Regions from separate parts of the Gossypium hirsutum genome. Here region 2 is linked to region 1. A link is a contact called in public Hi-C data. All regions are on one chromosome and are shown on one strand. The core of a region is the stretch at or near the end of the contact, and the rest is flanking DNA. Distances in the headings are between cores, read along the strand shown. Region 1 holds the start of LOC107945467 (serine carboxypeptidase-like 2). Region 2 holds the start of LOC107945465.

Region 1 (3,048 bases), core at 309-2,808:
AGGAGCATACATATATTTGGTGTCCTTGAAGAATTATTTAGATTTAAGGGAATAGAAAGAGGAGTTTCTGTTCAATAACCTCATAGAGTTCATCAGAGATGAGCGCCATTCGATTATAATATATAATCTTTGAGTTTCCATCAAATTTCGCATCAGTGAATGGATTGCCAAGCAAATAACCCTGCAATAATTGCTAGAAATTTTGTAGCATTCCGGAATCTAAAACACCATATCGTAAAAAGAAATTTTTGAAGCACAACAAATCGGTATTCTCATCAGGAATTTGATGGTGGAGTACTTACTTTGAGATTCAATACTGGTTTGGCTTCAATATCTGAACCAAGATGAATAACATGGTTATTGCTCCATTGATTAACAACATATAAAAATACAAGTCTTATGAGGATGAGGATGTAGCTAGCTACCATCTGATATTGCTTGAGTAATTATAGGTACAATCATTCCCGAGTAGGAGTCTCCGGCAATGTAAAGTGGATTCGAGATGAACTTCGGATGACTCTGCAACCACTGAACAGAAAACACTACTCCAGGTTACAAAAGGAGTTGTCTAAACCTTATAGCAATATATGGAATATTTAAGTACAAGCAATATTAGCAGTAGAGATTTGTCTAAACCTTCCTCAGAAAATTATAACAACTAATAGCATGTTTCATATCCCCAGTCTTGAAACCTTGGGCGGTCCTTGAATAAGAGAATCCAGTACCAACAGGAGCATCTAGGAAGATTATACTTGAAACCTAGAAAATTATCAAGGATGTTCACGAATATCAAATATCAGTAAAGGGAAATAAGAGGCTTGGCACAACTCAATTAGTCGTAAATGATTTCACCTTTGTCCATGCATATTGGTTCAGGAAAAAAGTTGGTAAGCTGCCATTGTACTCCACCATGTTAAAATGCAGGGGTCCTAAATGGATTTAGAGGCTGGAAATGAGCTTGTAATTAAGATATGATTCCTTGACAAAGTGGATATAACCAACCAGATCACCTATTTCAAGGAAAAACCCAGAAAGACTAGAGCAGCCAGGGCCTCCAGTGAGCCAAAGAACTAGAGGATCCCCTGCTGGGTTCCTTTCTGATTCAATAAAATAGTAGAAAAACTCCAAATCATCCACCTCTGTGTATCTGAGACATTCAATTAGCTAACCCGTTATGACTAGTCAATCGGATTAGTTTCCAATGGAGTACATACTCTCTCTATTCTCATATATATTCGAAAAATGTGTTGGATACAAAGATTAAAGAAAAGATTAGCTTTTAGCAGAAGGGAAGTTACCCAGTTTCAAGTTTGAAGGGAAGTGGAGCAGTAAATCCAGGAAGAGAGTCAACTACTGAAAATGAAACTGCAGGCTTACACCAATTCATTACAAATACCATGTAAAAGCATACAGCCTTAATATATCCCGACATCTTTGCTCAACCACTGTACTTAGCTCAATCTGAAGCCAGAATTCTCAACTCACACCTACTGTCTTGCTGATGATAGAAATAAAACCCTATTTTATTTTTCTACTCAAAAAAATAGTAACTAAACAAATAAACTTCCACGTGTTTATAGACGAAATATTTTATACATCTGTGCTCAGTGCGCTGCCTTTGACGTTGACTCATGAAGAAATTATACATGTTAGGACAATTACGCTTTAATCCTAAATAAATCGTTCAAGTAATGTATGGGCAGAATTTGATTGTCAGAGGCAACTACTGCCGTATATGCATTCTCATTAAGCTACAAATTTGGATAAAATTAGAAACTTATTTTGTATTTACTAGAAAATCAACACTCATAAAATTTATTTTTTCACACATTTATATATTTTTATTATTGTTTTATGTTGTATGTTTATTATGCTTGATTGTATAACTTATCAATTTAAGTAACTTGAGAAAAAGTTTTTTTATATCAACTTTTTAAAATTTTTAAAATATAAAAATATAATTTAATCTTTTATAAGATATAAAGATATAGTTTGTGTATTGTTATAGATATCTTATTAAGTGGATGTCCATCAAAATCAAAATAAGTTTTGATGTTCTTTAAATTTTAATAATCATTAGAAGTAGATATCTACTTCATTTATACTTTTTATGCCTATAAATAAAAATTTTAGAGAAGCTTTGTAAATGTCCCGATTAATCAATAAAATACGCTCTCTTTTTTGTCCTCTCATTCTGTTTGTTCTTTATTCTCTGTTATTTTATTTTATGACATTTTATCAGCACGATTCTATTTTAATTGTTTTTCTCCATAAGTCACAAAATTTTTTCCCTTTCACCAAGCCTTACCCCGTTCAAGCAACAACCAATGCAATAGCTAGTCACTCAAATTTGCTACTCAAGCTGATGTCGATTACCTTCTAGAGCTACTGTTATTTCAGTCTTCAATTGAAGCTTGCGTATTATGAGTAATCATTATGCAAAGAATTTTATATAATCCTTATGTGGTATGTTTTTCTCCTTTGTTGATTGATTTTTGGTAAAATTATTTTATGAAAAATATTATTTCTTTAAGGTTTCTTTTAAACTAAGATTCTTTTATTAATTATAGTATATATGATATTTGGATGATTAAATTTTTTTATGATTAAATTATTATTACTAAATATGCTTGAAATTATTGTATTATATCTTTTAAATTGAATTTATAAATATTTGATTAGAGCATCATAAGATTTTATAAGATATATGTGGTATTGAAATTTGGTACAATATGTATCGAATAACTTTCAAGCGTCATACACAAAAATTTTGATTTTGTTTATTAAATGATTTTTTTACTATTAGATTATAAATGTTATTACGAAAACAAAGTTGTTAAAAAATCTCAGGTATATTTTACTATGATTTATTTATTATATCATATTTATTATAATTTGAAACTAATCATAACAACATGAATAGATAAATTTTGATTTGAAATTCACGCATGTTTTGCAATGGTGATTATGAAATAAAGAATCAATAGAGGTGTTTAGAAGTCTATCCTGCGAGTTTTGTTGCATTCATTGAAGTGAATGCAAACATAA
Region 2 (3,048 bases), core at 146-2,645, 140 kb before region 1:
GGAGTTAACTGCAACGTCTTATTAAACTCCCCAACAACTGCAAACATAAAACAACATGATACAATCAAAATTTAAGGACTTCCCACTACTAAGACATTATTACGAGCAATTACAAGAAATATGATAAGCACAGACAACCCAACCAACTAAAGCTATATGAACATTTGATTCCTTATCCATCTAATTTCATCAAGATTTAACTCTTTAACCACTAAAAGGCAAAAAGAAAACCCTAATTCATAGAATTCAGAGAGTTAAGATAAACATGCAAGAAGTAAGAAAGAAAAAGAAGGCAGAGAGTACCCAAAGAAAGTTTCTGGGCAGATGCAAAGGAGGAAAAACTTGAAAGAAGGAAGAAGATAAGGCAGAGAAGCAAAGCAGAGGGGAGGTCCCGTTTCCTGGTACCCATTGTTGAGTCGGACTTGAGAAATTGAGGAAAGCATGCATAGGCAGGACTTTGAAAATACAGTCGGAGTCGGAACCGGTCGTTTTGGTGTCTGCTCGATGGCTTTCTTGTCTTTGGTGGTGCCTTTTTAGCTCTTTTATTAGTAGCGTCGTTTTGGTCTTTTTTCACTCCAACACCAAACTTAGAACCCACTGTAACGGACCCAACTTCCAAAACACCGAAAATTAAGAGACATAGATGATAGCTTAAAGCATTCACAACATCATAGTCATAGTCCATGCTTTTGTAACATCTTACCCATTCTTTGATTGTTCACTGGCATTCAACATCAACAATTCATTAATTTAACTTAGCTAATTTACCTGGTGTTGTTGTTGAGTTTCAATTGGTACCTTCTGATATAAAGTGCTTTCTGGACACTGATATCAGTTGCCCAAACTTTGCAAAGGTAACAATAATAGTTCTGTAATATGGCTTAGTTAGCAGCTCGAGTTATCTAAACAGAGTCTAAAACACAAGTAAAAACTAAAAACATAACTTCATTTCTCAAACCTCAAACTCAATGTTTAAAACAAAACAAAAAAAAGTACACACACTCAAATCCAGCCAAAAACCAAGCAACCCGTCATTCCCTCATCTACAATACACATCAAGAGTCAAGAAATTGCTTAAATTTTCAAGTACCTATTTTCACTTGAGTCTGTCTTGATCTTTGTTTTGTTTCTCCATTTTTGATGCAGACGTGAGGAGGAGAACGAAGGACTAAGCAAGGATTAGAAGTTAGATCTTAGATTCATGAGATTTTTATGGGAGAAAGTTTTATGGAATAGGGAGTTTTGGGGGTAAGAAAGAGAGTTTTCTAACTTTCTGTTTCGGACAGAACGAAAAAATGAAACAAAAACAAATGCTGGAAAAAAATAGAAGGTTATAATTTGGGAATCAAGCCCGCTTTCTAAACAGGGTGTGGAAGATTTTTTCGGCCTGACCCGGCTCCTTCTGAATTTGTTTAGATATCCTTTTATTGTTATTTGCTATTATTTTGTTATTATTTGCTGTATTTTTTATTCATTCATCTAAGCTCGAAAGCTGTTTGAAAAGTGAGAGTGTTTTGGTAAAATACAGGCTTAAAAAATTAGATTAGATAAAAAAATAGATATTGGGTAAGATTTTTTTGACCTGTCAGGCTTGGCTCGAATATACCTAAATGTTTTTTGTACTGCTATTTTGTTGTTGTTTGTTGCTATTTTGATGATATTTTACTCTCATTTTATTATTATATTGGTACTATTTTATTGTTATTATTTGAATATTATATTAGTGTTATTTAAATATAAAGATTTTTTAAATATATTTTCAATGTTTGAGAAAAAAATTATTTTAATATTTTTAGTGTGTTTAATGTATTATATTTTTAATATTTATTTTTATATAAAAATAATACATAAAAAAATTAATACAAATAGATCGGATCGAGTTTAAGTAAAATTTTAAGTGTGATTTTTAAGTTAAGTTAGACTCAAATTTAGAAAACAAACTTAAAATTTTAGATTAGTTCCGCCGGACCCATGTTTGGGTATAATCGTGATGGGGGCCATGATGTTTTTTATGGGTTTGGCCTAAGTTTGGGGATTTGGGTATTTGAGTGGGAATGGGTAGGTAGATTATGGGTGGGTGGCTGATGGTATTTGGACTTTGGGTTGATTTTGTGTTTAAACATAGTTTTCATTTAATATTTTTATGGTTTACTTGATTATGAGTTATATTTGTTAGTTATTTTAATGGGTTATTTAATGATTACTTATATTTGTTTATTATTTTGGTTTGGTTATTTGATTGTTATTTTTTATATTATTAATAATTATAGTTATGAAATTATGATTATTGTATAACTAATCATAAAATATGCCATCATGTATTTAAAATTTTTTATATTTAATTTTAGTTAAAAGTTTAATATAAAAAATAATTAAAAGGTTTAATTTATTAAAAACCTTATGGATTATTATTTTTATATTTTCGTTTTCTATCTTGAAATTTAAGTTAAAGGTTTAAATTTTTTATAATTTAATTTTATTTAAAGGTTTAATATAAAAAAATTGTTCAAGGTTTAATTTATTAAAAAATTATGCATTATAATTTGAGGTAGATTTAATTTAAAGGGTGCATCAAGCGAAGATATAGGATGGCATTTTAGATTTCTTATGCCAAATATGAAAGGAAACATGTAAACTACGTGGAAAAGTTAAAAGGAGGAATAACACGATTTAAAATTTCCATTGCTTATAAAACCAACAATGTTGCACAATGCCCAAATGTAACTAATATATGATATTTTGTATGTTTTTTTAAATTTTATAATTTTAAATTTATCAATAAATATTATATAATAATATAAATGTGTGAATCATTAACATTTTTATTTTCTTTATAAGAATCACCAGAAGAAATAATATGATCAACCTTTTAAGAAAGCAAAGCAAAAAAAGTTGACAATAAAAGGAAATAGATGAATTTTTAACCCGATTAAGAGAAGATGATGACTATAAGGGATTTGATGATAAGGATTCTACTATTAAACAAGCTATTTAGGACAGTCTCTAACCACAACACGAATGAAATAGGAGGCAAGAATTCAAAAGAAG

Evidence for each region. Hi-C and Micro-C count contacts between places; a contact is called where the count stands out from the background.
Region 2: a contact with region 1 is called in a Hi-C map of hypocotyl, with 3 times the contacts expected there. The contact joins the promoter of LOC107945465 here to the promoter of LOC107945467 in region 1. A contact is called at or near these places in 4 of 34 Hi-C or Micro-C datasets (hypocotyl, leaf and seedling).

The regions. Positions count from the first base shown.
Region 1 is chrD12:27,214,687-27,217,734 of Gossypium_hirsutum_v2.1, reverse strand. LOC107945467 (serine carboxypeptidase-like 2) reads right to left here and starts at 1,558. Exons shown (of 14, transcript XM_016879484.2): 1 at 1,299-1,558; 2 at 1,011-1,147; 3 at 853-929; 4 at 637-759; 5 at 426-528; 6 at 303-334; 7 at 80-181. The coding sequence starts at 1,432.
Region 2 is chrD12:27,354,088-27,357,135 of Gossypium_hirsutum_v2.1, reverse strand. It overlaps LOC107945465, which reads right to left and starts at 1,395. Exons shown (of 10, transcript XM_016879481.2): 1 at 304-1,395; 2 at 1-37. The coding sequence starts at 685.